Linked DNA regions of Oryctolagus cuniculus: region 2 is linked to region 1. A link is a contact called in public Hi-C data. All regions are on one chromosome and are shown on one strand. The core of a region is the stretch at or near the end of the contact, and the rest is flanking DNA. Distances in the headings are between cores, read along the strand shown.

The links. Hi-C and Micro-C count contacts between places; a contact is called where the count stands out from the background.
Region 2: a contact with region 1 is called in a Hi-C map of psoas muscle, with 3 times the contacts expected there. The contact joins two enhancer-like sites. A contact is called at or near these places in 2 of 6 Hi-C or Micro-C datasets (psoas muscle and an unstated tissue).

Annotation. Positions count from the first base shown.
Region 1 is chr2:31,858,988-31,866,449 of mOryCun1.1, reverse strand. No RefSeq gene overlaps it. Among named protein-coding and RNA genes, the nearest start is that of PGM2, 21 kb to the left of the region's middle. Within about 2 kb of position 3,034, at least 2 of the 8 cell types and tissues checked have an H3K27ac peak or open chromatin away from gene starts, as enhancers often do.
Region 2 is chr2:31,989,313-31,996,774 of mOryCun1.1, reverse strand. All of the region lies in intron 2 of TBC1D1 (TBC1 domain family member 1), which reads right to left. Among named protein-coding and RNA genes, the nearest start is that of TBC1D1, 44 kb to the right of the region's middle. Within about 2 kb of position 4,229, at least 2 of the 8 cell types and tissues checked have an H3K27ac peak or open chromatin away from gene starts, as enhancers often do.

The DNA of each region.
Region 1 (7,462 bases), core at 1,785-4,284:
TAAAAAGTCTTCATACTCTTTAATCCGGTAATTCTATTTTGAAGACATACCCTAAAGAAACAAACTCAAAAGAAACAGCATCAGTTGCAGCAGCACAAATATAACTGCTCCATTTATAGTACTAGATAAATAAATAAAAGGGAAAATTTTCCAATGAAAGGACAAAGTTTGTCACACAATTTATCTATGGACCCACACAACACACACATACATTTCGATACACTCCCTAGGCTGAAAACACACATTGGCATACGTGTAGATACTGTCATTGTTTCAGTGGAGACTCCTTCAAGGTGGAACCAAGAAGCACAGGGAGCAGTCGTGTGCCGAGTGCAGCCGCAGTCGTTCATGCACTGACCGTTTTCAGTTGAGTTTGTCTCTTGGTCTCTGTTTCCTCTGCGAAGCAGGGGGTTGAGTTGTTGGTGGCAAGTTCTTGGGAAGGAGCAGGGCAGGAGATGGTGGAGAGGAAACTTGAGGAGAAAGCCTGGGACTTGAAGTAGCCTTTAGAAGGCGGGATAGGCAGCCAAGTATTCCTGGAAGGACTGTGGCTAAGGTTGCATGGTTGAGTTTCTGAATTTGTTCCAGCCTGTAGGGTGTGATATTTTTCCTTCTGGCCTTTGTCCAAAGCCAGGCTTTGGGAACAAGGAAGGGGGTGCAGAGTGAATGAGAAAGGCTGAAATTTGCGGTCAGGTGGAAAGAATGACCAAGGATCAAGTGGGCTGAAGGATTGGTAACTGTGAGTCATTGGGTTGAAGTAACAGAAGTGAACCATTAAGTTAAACAATGAATAGCTCAGGCATCAAGGGGAACACTGAAGGCCGAGGCTTAGAATCAAGGGCGATCAGAAGCACCACAGGCATGGCCAACCAGTCGGGACTCCCTGCGCACGGCTGCCGGTGCTGAGAAGCCGGCCCACCGCCACCTCTGGGCCCACCTTGTCTGGATGCTACAGCTACGAATGCATCCCAAGCTGTTCCTTTGTCCCTGGTGGGCAAGAGCTGAGGCCTCAGGCAGGAGCCTCCATGAGCCTTGTTCGTGCGCCTAATCTCTGCTTTCTGTGCACCTTACACTGAAAAGTCTCAGCTTTGGGACTTCTAACACCATTCATTCTGTTGACCTTCTGGTCCTGGGCATGGAAATGACTATTTTTTTTTTAAATCAATTTATTTATTTGAGAGGCACAGATAGAGAGAGGGAGAGACAATGCCGTTCACTCCCCAGATGGCCGCAATGGCCGGAGCTGGGCCAATCCGAAGCCTGGATCTGGGAGCTTCTTCCAGGTCTCCCATGTGGGTGCAGGGAACCAAGCACTTGGGCCCTCTTCGACTGCTTTCTCGGGTGCATTAGCAGGGAGCTGGATTGCAAGAGCAGCAGCTGGGACTCAAATCGGCACCCATATGGGATGCCAGAGCCACAGACGGAGGCTTAACCTACTAAGTCATAGTGCTGGCCCCTCTATAACTTTCTTTTATTCAATTATCATTGATTGAAAGACCTAGAGTGTTTTCTGTTCTTCTGACTGAATCCTAATTGAAAGTAAAAATGAATATTGTGGAATTTGCTTGACCTTCCTCTGAATTCCAAGGTCGTCAGATTCAGAAAAAGCATCCTGTTGCCGAGAACTCCTGGGTCCCACTGGGGAGTTATGATCTGGAGCAGCGAGGGTCCCTCCGTACTCCCTGTCCATCCTCTTTCTTCCTAGACACCCAGGTAGACCCCATTTCCCACACATGCAAAGGGTTGCTAGTGAATGGAATACAGATGGAATTTGTGTCTGGCATTTCCAGACCTGAACCACAAGACTCTTCCTTCTCTCTCTCTTTTTTCTGCCGCGTGGACTTCAACACTCAGGTGCACCCTGGACGTACATGTTTGGGTCAGAGCCTCTCTCCACCTGGGCCCTTGACTGCCCAAGGGGAGCAGGCTCTCCTCACATCCAACTCTGCTAGTTGGACTTCATGAGTGCAAGAGAAACTTCTGTCTGGGAAGTCACTGGACTTGGGTTTATCTGTTATAGTGTCCAGGGGGCACCTTCACCAATATATCATCTGCAAAGACTTAAGTTAGGAAGCAAGTGGCTAAGAAGGGAGGTGGTTGGGCTTGGAGTCTCTGCTGACTCTGCTGCTTACTATTTATATGAATGTGAGTGAGTCACGCAATTTCTCTAAGTCTCAGTTCCCTCTGCTGTAAAAAATATGGAAAATAATGTTATTCTGTGGTGACATAATAAGGAATTACTGCACACAATTCTACATATGCATCTATATACATAATACAATATATAACTGCTATGCTATGCTATCCTATATGTAATTAATGAAAACTCAGTAACCATTAGCCATTTTTGATTTTAGCCAACTAGAAAGGAGATGAAAGCTTGCTCTGTGTGCTATTTTAAGTAGGTAATGCCTTACATAACCTTGAGGTTTACCAATGTAAGTTGAGTAAACTACTATTTTTAACTGAATGGAGCTTGTTTGCATAGTCAATCACATGGCCATTGAACTTTCTTCCAGGGGTTGTCATCAGATTTTCCCACTGCAGTTGCTGGAACATGATGTAGCTGGGTCCACGTCACTTTCCTAGGGGAACTTCAAGTGCAACTGAAAGGCGAATAGGAACAGGACACCGTAAACCACAGCCTCACCTGACCTCCCCACTTAGCACTGGCGATGCCTTCCTTCTCACCCTATTGCATGGGTGACAATGCAGGACATTTTCCTTGCTGCCTGGCTTGCCTCCTTGAATCACGTGCAGGAAATGAATGAAAGAAAAGTTAATGAAATTTAATGAGGGGACTGTTTACAGGTCAGGTTGAGGACAACCAAGGTGGGTGGGACAAAGCACTTGCAGGCTACACTGTGGGGAGCATTTATCAGCTCTGGGCTTGGAGGAGGTGAGAGCAAGGAACGGTGCCTGGAATCGGGCTGACAGCTCTGGGAAGAGGCTGCACAGCCATGGTCCAGCTTCAATATGTAGAGAAGGAGTCAGGGCAATCAAAGTGTCCACCTTCTCTCCTCCCACCCCCTCCTGCTGGGACTCCCATGGACTGAGCCCAGCTGAAGCCAGAAGACGAGGGAGTCCACTTGATGCCCTCCATGAAGTCCATAAGTCAGCCTCCAGGGGCCACAGGGCAATGTGGAGAAGAGTGGAGAGTGGATCTTGAAGGGCAAAGGAGAGTGTTCCAGACTTTGCCCCTGCGGGACTGTGAGCTTCCTACAAGCTGAGTCCCATTCTTCTTGCCTCTGTATTCTCAGTGCTCGGCAAAGGATACTTAGTGGACACTAGTTGAACAAATGAGTGTGGAGAACAAAGATGTGGAAATTGGAAAGAAAATGTGTGACATCCTGCTGTTCTTAATTTGTGCTGGGGTTGGTGCAGCTTCCTCCCTGGAATGAGGGCTCTGATTGGCTTGCGGCAGTCAGAGCTCTGGGAGCCCATTGCTTCCATCTCTGAGATGCGGCATTCCTCACACAGTGGCAACTGCTCATCTCCTGTGAGATCATTCCGAACCCGTGACCAGTGTCCTGCACAGAGGTCAGCCTCTCCAGGCTGTACGGCTGTTTCTGGAGCCCTTGCACAAGCCAAAGGTTTCCAAGCTGATGTCCAACTGCCTGCTGCCACTTCTTTTAGATTCCCTTACCTTTTCCTTGATATCTTTTAACCTAAACTAAACTTTGGCTGATATTCTTCCTTTGTTTCTTAACTGTAGGTCCAGCTCTATCAGTCGCTACAGATTTGTCAGCCAGTGGATTAGGAACTATTAATCAATAACGGCAAAAGTAGGGCACACAGAAGAGCAATATGTATTTCAGAACATTTCAGCTCAGGACTGGCTAGCAGCTCTCTCTGGTCCTGGTCAGGATGTGCTGCAGAATCTGTCATATTTCCCTCCTTACCAGTGTCCTACTCCTAATGATGACAGTTTTCTCCCCGCTTTGTGGTTCAGGAAAATATTTTAGAGATGAATGGTATATAAAAAATCAACACCGTTCAGGGCTGCAGTAAATATAATACACAATTACAATTTTTTGAAAGATATAAAAACTCACATCATATTAATGGTGGATATAGTCTTATTATGAAACTTTACTTTTTTCTTAAAGAAACATCATTTCCATCATAAGATTTAATTGTGGTTTATAGCCCTCATCTATAATCCTGTAGAACTGTGGTCTTTCTACTTCCTACCTGTTGAATTTATTATATAGTGGAGGATTATGCATGTGTTTATGAATTGAAAATATATTATTCCAAAAATTTAAGAAAAAAGAAAGGAAGGAAGGAGGAGGGAGGGTTGGAGGGAAGCAACATTGTGTGCTTAAAATGCTATGTATGAAATATATTCTCTGTATATAAATAAAAAATAAAATTTAAAAAGAAACACCATTTCCATGTATTTTTTAAAAAAGATGTATTTTACTTATTTATATTGGAATTACAGAGAGAGGGAGAGAAAGATTGATCTTGCATTTGCTGGTTCACTCCCCAAATGGCTGCAATGGCCAGGACTGACACTGAGCAGGCCAAAGCCAGGAGCTTCTTCCAGGTGTCCCATGTGAGTGACAGGGCCCAAGCACTTGGGCCATCCTCCTCTTCTTTCCCAAGAATATTAGCAGGAAGCTGGATCAGAAGTGGAGCAGCTGAGACTTGAACCAGCACCCATATGGGATGCTGGCGCTGCAGGCAGCGGCTTAACCCTCTATGCTGCAATACTGGCCACTATTCCATGTATTTTAAATCAGTTATTATGAGACAAGTCTTTTGATATAGAATTAAGCATTCATTTAAAAGGAAAGTAGATGATAATTATATGTAAAATGTGTTTCCTGTGTCTTTTCTGATTTATTTAGTTGTTTTGGTTTACCTGAAGCAAGCAGAAAAATAATAGAATAGAAGAAAAAATTTGGTCAAAGGAGTATCAGCTATATGTGTGGTTGTAATATAACACAAATAGGTTTCTTAGAGCCTGAATTTTTAACAGCCATCACTAATCATTAAGCCCATTCACCTTTTCTACATTGAGTGTGTCACTGAGGGCATGAATCAAATTTTTTCCCATGATGACTTAGTCATGTGGAATTTGGTCAAGTTTATCTAAGATTTTTACTGTAGAAAGAGTTTCTCCACAAGATAAGACGTGTTTCCTCTGGTTCAAGACAGCCAAATTAGGAATCTGAGGACATAAAACAGTATGTTCCTGATGTCTTAAATATATGCACTCATGGCCTGTATTTTATTCCCAAGCTCACTGTTTGTTGGATACCTGTTTTTGAGCTCTATACCTGATGCCCCAGGATTTAATGAAAGTGAGACATGGTCCCTGCCAACAAGAGCTTCCCTAGAGAGAAACTGAGAGGCTTCTAGAAAGGAAAAGTAGACGTTTGAGTTGGAAATAACCAGGATCAGTGAAGGAAACTATGTTCATTTACCTGGAAGTTTTTGTGTTTTTAAAAATATTTATTTGAACTATTGGGATTGCATCAAATTGAGAAGTTTCTGTACTGCAAAAGAAACAGTCAGGAGAGTGAAGAGACAACCGACAGAATGGGAAAAAATATTTGCAAACTATGCAACAGATAAAGGGTTAATAACCAGAATCTACAAAGAGATCAAGAAACTCCACAAAAATAAAACCAACAACCCACTTAAGAGATGGGCCAAGGACCTCAATAGACATTTTTCAAAAGAGGAAATCCAAATGGCCAACAGACACATGAAAAAATGTTCAAGGTCATTAGCAATCAGGGAAATGCAAATCAAAACCACAATGAGGTTTCACCTCACCCCGGTTAGAATGGCTCACATGCAGAAATCTACCAACAACAGATGCTGGCGAGGATGTGGGGAAAAAGGGACACTAACCCACTGTTGGTGGGAATGCAAACTGGAAAAGCCACTATGGAAGTCAGTCTGGAGATTCCTCAGAAACCTGAATATAACCCTACCGTTCGACCCAGCCATCCCACTCCTTGGAATTTACCCAAAGGAATTTAAATTGGCAAACAAAAAAGCGGTCTGCACCCTAATGTTTATTGCAGCTCAATTCACAATAACTAAGACCTGGAACCAACCTAAATGCCCATCAACAGTAGACTGGATAAAGAAATTATGGGATATGTACTCTTTAGAATACTATACCGCAGTAAGAAACAATGAAATCCAGTCATTTGCAACAAAATGGAGGAATCTGGAACACATCATGCTGAGTGAAATAAGCCAGTCCCAAAGGGACAAATACCATATGTTCTCCCTAATCGGTGACAACTGACTGAACACTGAAAAGGAAACCTATTGAAGTGAAATGGACACTATGGGAAACGGTGACTTGATCAGCATAGCCCTGACTGTTAATGAACAACTTAATACATTATCCCTCTTAGTAGTTTTTTTGTCTGTTCTACTTAATATGACTGGTTTAATTCTGTAATTAATACACAGTTATTCTTAAGTGTTGAAAATTAACTGAAATGTGATCCCTGTTAAACATAAGAGTGGGAATAAGAGAGGGAAGAGATGTATAATTTGGGACATGCTCAAGCTGACTTGCCCCAAATGGTAGAGTTAGAAACATACCAGGGGATTCCAATTCAATCCCATCAAGGTGGCATGTACCAATGCCATCTCACTATTCCAAGTGATCAATTTCAGTTCACAATTGATCATAATGAAAGGACTAAGAGTCAAAGGGAGCACATAAACAAGTCTAGTACCTGCTAACACTAACCGATAGAATAAATAAAGGGGAGAGTGATCCAACATGGGAAGTGAGATACTCAGCAGACTCATAGAATGGCAGATGTCCTAAATAGCACTCTGGCCTCAGAATCAGCCCTAAAGGCATTCGGATCTGGCTAAAAAGCCCATGAGAGTATTTCAGGCATGGAAAGCCAAGACACTCTGGCAAAAGATCTCTGTGAGTGAGATCCCAGTGGAAAGAACAGGTCATCAAAGAAGGAGGTACCTTTCTCTGAAGGGAGGAGAGAACCTCCACTTTGACTATGACCTTGTCTAAACAAGATAAGAGTCAGAGAACTCAGAGGGCTTCCATAGCCTTGGAAACTCATGACTGGAGCATAGGGCGATTACTGATGCCATAGACAGGAGTGTCAATTGGTAAAGTCAACAACAGGAGTCACTGTTCACTTACTCCTCATGTAGGATCTCTGTCCTTAATGTGCTGTACATTGAGATTTAATGCTATAACGAGTACTCAAACAATATATTTCACTTTGTGTTTCTATGGGGGTGCAAACTGTTGAAATCTTTACTTAATGCATACTAAACTGATCTTCTGTAAAAAAAAAAAAAGAAATTATCAATTCCCAACTTGACTCTCACTGGGATTAAACATGACAATAGGTCTGATCTGATTTCATCATCATTTAAAAAAAATCATCTATTATTTTTCACTTTATGTTTCTGTGTGGGAGCAAGCTGTTGAAATCCTTACTTAGTGTAT
Region 2 (7,462 bases), core at 2,980-5,479, 130 kb before region 1:
CCCTCCCCGGGTTTGCTGCTGGTTCTTCCCGGGTTGGCTGCCATCCCTTCCACCTCCGTGGAAGGGCGGTTCCCCCTGCCACTTTCCCCACTTCCGCGGGGGAGCGGCACACCGCCGGCCGGCTCTCTCGGGGGCTGCACAGGTGTTCCCTCAGATGTTCCCCTTAGATGTTCCTGGTGCATGTTGTCTCTCTCCTCCTTTATAGTCCTCTTCCACCAATCCCAACTCGGCTACCCACACGCCGAGTACGCTGCTCTCCTCCAATCAGGAGCAGCTCCTGCAGCTTGTCAAGTTGGTGAGAGGCAGCTGGGTAGAAGCTGTTGCCTCCTCTCCCAGCGCCATATTGTGGGAGAGCAGATGCATAGAATAAGTCTTAATTCCAGTAACTTAGTCTAGTCCGAGTTGCTCCCCACAAGCCTAACAGGAAGCCTTACTGGATTGGGGAGGGGTCTGAGGAGGCTTCCAAGGGAGGGGATGCTCAGGCTGAGATCTGAGGCTCAGTTAGAGTTAGGTCAGAAGGAGATGCACCTGCCACTTTCTGGAAGCAGGAGACAGCACTGCATGTCACGGAGGATGCTGGGGGCCGTGATGTCAGCAGGGGGGAGTGTGAGGAGTCAGACAGGTTCATGGGCAGTCAGGTTGGTCCCAGCTGAAATTTAGGGTGCAAAATGTTTGCTTTCCCCAAAAGTCACCTTTAGCAAGGTCAAAAGTGCCTGCCCTATTTCTTAGGAATTTCCAATTTTACCATGAGGATAGCAAGGGAGTAGCGATTCCACCCTTCTGAGCTCCCAGTTTATGGTAAAACAAGTCACCTAACCTACCCCTCGGCTGCAAATCCAGTCTTTTGATGGATTTTTGTCCTTGCCCTGAAACTGAATATCAACCTGTTCCTCAAGTTTTTATTTCTTCCCCAAAATTGTGCTTAAAAACTCCTGTACCACCAGCCCCTTCAGGTTTCTTCCCAAGCCACTCTGGCTGAAGGTCTCTGACTTGAAATAAATCTTGCTTTTAAATCTTTAATCTGGGGCCAGCGCTGTGGCGCAGCAGGTTGGCGCCCTGGCCTGAAGTGCTGGCACCCCATATGGGCACCTGTTCAAGTCCCAGCTGCTCCACTTCCAATCCAGCTCCCTGCTGTGGCCTGGGAAACTAGTAGAGGATGTCCCAGGCCCTTGGGCCCCTGAACCCACGTGGGAGACCTGGAAAAAGCTCCTGGCTCCTGGCTTTGGATCGGTGCAGCTACAGCCATTGTGGTCAATTGGGGAGTGAACCATCGGATGGAAGACCTCTCTCTCTCTCTCTGCCTCTCCTCACTCTGTGTAACTCTGCCTTTCAAATAGGTGGATAAATCTTTTAAAAAAATCTATAATCTTTCTCTTTGCCTTGTCCACTTGGAAATTCTTCTTCCACGTGAGACAAAGCACCGAGGTGATCTTTGACCTGTGGTGGTAAGACAGCCGTGAGGCTGAGGCTGGAGAGGCAGATGAAGAATTTTTCCGACTTCTCACCACTGCATTCACAGGACAGTTAGAGGCCGTGTGAAGGTTCAAGCAGAAGCGGCAGCAGAAGAGTGTATTTTTCAGCGCTGCAAATGAGAAAGATCTCTCCGGCTGTTGGGTGGGATGAATTGAAGAATAAAATGATGGGGGCCCAGAGATGAATAAGAACTTGCCCAAGGAGAACTGATGAGAAATACTAGGCCCTGTATTCGCAGGGGTAGGAGAAACCAAAGAAGCAGAAATAGCCAAGAATCACGCATGGGGGCCAGCCAAGAGGGCTTTTTGATTTCTGGCTGTCTGTAGGATGAAGGAGAGCAAGCGAAGGTGACTCCCAGTGAAATCAGGGACCTTTACTCAAAATTTCAAGTGTTCTTCCCATATATAAGAATTCTAAATACCAGCTGCTTATTTTTTTTTAAAGATTTTATTTATTTATTTGAGAGGTAGAGTTATAGACAGTGAGAGGGAGAGACAGAGAGAAAGGTCTTCCTTCCGTTGGTTCACTCCCCAAATGGCTGCAATAGCCAGAGCTGCGCTGATCTGAAGCCAGGAGCTTCTTTGGGTCTCCCATGTGGGTGCAGGGGCCCAAGCACTTGGACCATCCTACACTGCTTTCCCAGGCCATAGCAGAGAGCTGGATGGGAAGTGGAGCAGCCAGGACTTGAACCGGCACCCATATGGGATGCTGGTGCTGCAGGCAGAGGATTAACCTACTGCACCATGGTGCTGGCCCAATATCAACTGCTTATAAATGAAACAGGCAGCATGGTACAGTTTTTAGCATTTACTCAATGAGAGAAATATGCAGGAAAGTGAGGGCTTTATTTAGGGGAGAAAGAAGTCTAGAAGCTAAGTTGGGTCCATACCAGGCAGAGAGTAGGTAGGGAGCCAGGTGGAACAAGTGTGCAGTCAGGAGCAGCCACAGGTAGTGTGGTGCGTGCAGGAAAGGAGAGGGTGGGCGGCCAGAAGGCCGTGGGCCTGGAGGTGCAGGACAACAAGGGAAGGGCCCCCTGCGCTCCAGGCCTTTCATTCACTTCCAAAGGGGAGTGGTTTCCTAGTCTGATTGGCAAGTGGGTGTACAGGTGAGGTCAGCTAGGGGTGTGAGATCATGAGAGGGGGAGGGGGCAGGGCAAAGGCGTGGTCTCCAGTTCACAAATCTAATCGATTTAATCCTATCTGCCTGCTTCTATCACCAGTGGTCTGATGCCATGGGCAGCGGCCACTCAGAAGAAACAGAAATGTTGAAGATGAAGTGGGTTACACTCAGTTTGAAGTGACCAGGAAGAATGGCCGGACTGACCACGGGATATGTGGACTTGGCTTTCTGTGCAGAGGAAAAGATCTGAGATCCTGGGGACAGCTACTGGAGTCACAGGAGTCCTGAGATACCCTGGGGCGTGTACAGTCATGTGCTGGAATGTGTTATTGTTACAAATATTCATCGCTCCTCTCTGGGGAAGGGTTAGATCTTATACCCTGATGAGGTCTGGCTTGGCCATACGGTTTGTTTTGACCAGTGAACTGAGTGAAGATGACGTGTGTCAGTGCCCTCTGAGCGGAAGCTTTGGGGCTCACGGTTCTCCATGGCCTCTTTCTCCCTTGCTATGACAAACATCAAAGTGCCAGTGACACAGAGAGAAGTTGCTCAGTTAACTGGGCTGTGAGAAGTCCTGAGATTTTGGGGTCTTTTGTTACTATTGAAAACCAAGCCTCCTCTGATGGACCCTGGGTACAGGTGGGAAGAGAAGCAGACCTGAGACAGCCCCCTGAGAAAAAGCAACATTTCAGGGTCAGCAGATAACACGCAGCTCATGAGTGAAGCCCCCTCCTCCCCTTTCTCTAGTGCACAGAAACCTCTGCAGATTAGCCTTGGTCAGACTCCCCTCTGCTGGCCAAGCCAGGTGTCCATCCTACCAAAAGCCAACCTTTCTTTTCACTTTCTGCTCACTCTTCTTCCTATTCTGTCTGAATCATCAACCTGCAGGCCTGGGGGCACAAAGGGGACAGAGGGCAGCAGAAGTGACACGCTTCCTCCCCCACCCTCCAACTGCCCCTGGCCTGGCCTGGGTCTCACCACTCCCCTGACTCCCTCCAGTTTCCAGCCCCTCTCTTGAATTCATTTCTGGCTCACTATCTTCTTAGTCTTGACCCCAGTGTGGCCCTGGTTGTCTGGGCAGCCTGGTGTCCATTTGCCCCTGGCACAGCCTGTGGGACACCCTGCCCCCGGGCAGCTCACGCCCGTGGTGACTCACCCTGAGCTTTGGGTCTGGCTCCTGGGCATGTCCCCAGACTGTCAGCTGTCTGGCCAGCCAACCTTTCCAGATTCCAGTAAGTCTGGTTCCACTTCTGACCCCACTCTACCCCTCAGCCTCAGCTTGCAGATTGTAGCACACTGGATGGCGGTGGCCAACACTCATCCACGCGCTGTGTCCCGTCTACCCACAGGGAGAACATACTGTTCACCCAGACCAGAGTGACACGTGCGTCTTCATCGGTGCCAAATGTATGCAGCACAGATGAGTTCTGCTCACCTTCACAGGCCCCTGGGGACTCCACCCTCCAGCCTTCTGAGACGCTCTTCTCCTTCCACTGTATCACTCTTTTTCTCCACAATAAGAAGACTACACCACTTTCCTGGGTTTGGGTCCAGCCTAAGCGAGAGGGCTGTCAGTTCTCCCAGGCAGAGCCACTAGGTCAGGCATGGGTAACCCAGTCTACCCGTGAGGATTAGCCCTGAAGGGAGGCCAGAATTCTGAATCGTACATCTCTTTTCTTATGTTGACTCCAGTTCAGCGTTTTGTACATATTGTTCACAGCGGTAGCTAACACTTGCTGGACTCCTGTTAGATGGCAGGCAGTGTGCTCAACATTGACGAGGGGTCTTCAGAAAGTTCTCGGAAAAATGCCTATCAGGAAGAACTATGCATGGACTGCAAACATTTTTGAACCAAAAATTGTTCCATTTTCCACAACTTCAAAAAAATTTTAATCCATTTTTTGAGACAAACAGAGAGAGAGAGAGAGAGAGAGAGAGAGAGAGAGAGAGAGAGAAATACAGAGAGCTCCTGTCCAACTGGTTCACTCCCCAAATGCCTGGCTGGGGCTGAGCCAGGGCCAAGGCCAGGAGCTGGGAGCCCAGTCCAGGTCTCTCTCATGGGTGCCAGGGACCCAATTACTTGAGCCGTCACTTACTGTCTCCCAGAGTCTTCGCTGTCAGGAAGCTAAAATCAGGAGCCAGGTGAGACATGAACCCAGGCATTGCAGTCCAGGACGCCGGGCATCCTAGCCAGCGCACTAACTGCGAGGCCGAACACTAGCCCGCCAACTTTGGATGCACCCTCGTATGTTCTGGATTTTGTTTCTTCCAACTGTTTGAGTAGTATTATTTCCTCCATTTCCAAATGTGTTTAAAATTACATTTTATGGGGACGTCACTTGGCAATTGCTCTGTGAGGGGAGAGAGCAGGAGTTCTGGGCTTCAGTCCCTGCTTTGTCCTGCCCAGCACATACCTTCCCTGAGCCGAAGTCGCTTATCTGTAGAACGAGGGAGTTTGACTTGATGCTGGGCAGGGTCACCCTTGCTCTGAAATGCCACAATCCAAAAGAAATGAAGTGGCAACCGGAATCTCTCTTAAAGCAATCCCTGTGTTATTATTTGAATTTGGAAAAATGCTTGCACATACAAGGCAGCATCACTTGCACTTTTGAATTTCTAGAGCCTTTTTCTATCCCGAAAGCCTTGCAAAATTGTGTTCTCCGAGTATTCGTGAGGAAAAACAGCTGATTTCATATGCCCTCCAGTCGATGAACGCACTCAGAGCAATTATAAAACATTCGTGGTGATTCTTAGTTTTCCACAAAAACTAGCAGCTCTTTGGGGTCAGGGCTGTGGCGCAGCAAGTTAAAGCCCCGGCTTGCAGTGCTGGCATCCCATATAGGCGCTGGTTCGCATCCCAGATGCTCTACTTCTGATTCAGTTCTCTGCTATGGGCTGGGGAATCACTGGAAGATGGCCCAGGTCATTGGGCCCCTGCACCCACGTGGGAGAACTGGAAAAAACTCCTGGCTCCTGGCTTTTGATCAGCTTAGTTTTGGCCATAGCAGTCATTCGGGGAGTGAACCAGCGGATGGAAGACCTCTCTCTCTCTCTCTCCCTCTCTCTCTCTCTGGCTCTGGCTCTACCTCTCTCTATAACTCTGCCTTTCAAATAAATAAAATAAATCTTTAAAAAAGAAACAAGACACTCAGAAATGTGTAAAGTTGTATATTCTAAGGTCAGTGGGCTAAGCAGTGCACCATGACAGGCGTCGGTTATAGAGAACAGGTCAAAGCTACCTATGGAAAGATCTCGCAGAAGGGGTTCAGTCTGGACCCCTCCTTCAGAAGTGGCTTGGGGTTGGGCATCAGCGATCTCACTGACGCTGCAGGTGCTCATCCTGGTAAAAGCCCACAGGGTCATCTTTGTCACTAGGGAAAAACAATGGCAAAGGAGTTCAGGGTTCTCTCAGATGATTCTAAATTTGCCAGTTAACATCCTACTGACCCGAGTTGCTGGGGGGAAATATAGATCAGATACACAACAGAAGGGTTTCAGATCTAATTCATTATTTTAAAATTTATTTCTTGGTTCTGCTCAACTATTATCCTCAGGGCAAAGTAAATTCAATTTGAGGCACCCGAGTAAATAAAAATTGTCTTACACTAAAGGGTAAATTTGCAGAATGTCTTGTGTGAATGAATTTAGGGGAAGGAGGAGAGCAGTGGAGAAGGGGTGAGGGGAAAATGAGGGCACTGATCCTTTACTCAGGGGAACTTTTGGGACAACTGGAAATAAAATACACAGGTAAATGCTGAATGCATAAAGTAGGTATAAAAGAAATTATAAGAATCCTCAATATTCTTATTTCAACTCAGTATCAAAAAGTGTCTTAATTCACTTTTTCTCTATATGACTGGGATAGTATTCAAAATATAATTAAATTTTTTCTGGCTTTACAAAAGTAAGTTTTTATCTCTGAAAAAAATTTTAGGGGCTGTTGTTATGGCGCAATGGATTAATGCCCTGGCCGGAAGCACCAGCATCCCATATGGGCGCTGGTTCTAGTCCCGGCTGCTCCTCTTCTGATCCAGCCCTCTGCTATGGTCTGGGATAGCAATAAAAGATGGTTCAAGACCCTGGGCCCCTGCACCCATGTGGGAGACCTGGAAGAAGCTCCTGGCTCCTGGCTTTGGATCGGTGCAGCTCTAGCTGTTGCGGCCATCTGGGGAGTGAACCAGCTGATGGAAGACCTTTCTCTCTGTCTCTACCTCTCTCTGTAACTGTGTCTTTCAAAAAAAAATAAATCTTTAAAAAAATTTTTATTATAAAGATTTATTTATTTATTTATTTGAAAGGCAGAGTGACACAGAGAGAAAGAGACAGAGAGAAAGAGACAGATCTTCTATCTGCTGGTTCACTCTCCAAATATCTGCAACAACTGGGGCTGGGCCAGGCTGAAACCAGGAGCCTGGAAGTCATCCCAGGTCTCCCATGTGGGTGGCAGGAACCCGAGTATTCAAGACATCACCTGTTGCCTCCCAGGGTATGTATTGACAGAAAGCTAGAATTAGAAGGGGAGCTGGGACTTGAACCCACATACTGTGATATGGAATGGGCATGTCTACAGTGGCATCTTAACTGTGGCTGCACCAAACGCCTGCCCCAGTTTTCATCTTTTAAATGTGCCTAATTCTTCACCTTTTAATTGCTTACAATTTTAAATAATTATTTATTACATTAATACCTGGAGAATACTCAGTTGCAAAAACAAAATAGGCTTAGTATTTATTTCATGCAGTATAAAATCTTCAGATGACTACAGCAGATTTGATTAATAGTGTTCCTGTCCTTGAAAACCACAGAACAAAGTATTTTAAGAAAAAGTTTAGTAACTTCATGACTTTATCCTAATGTTAGAAAGTCTAAT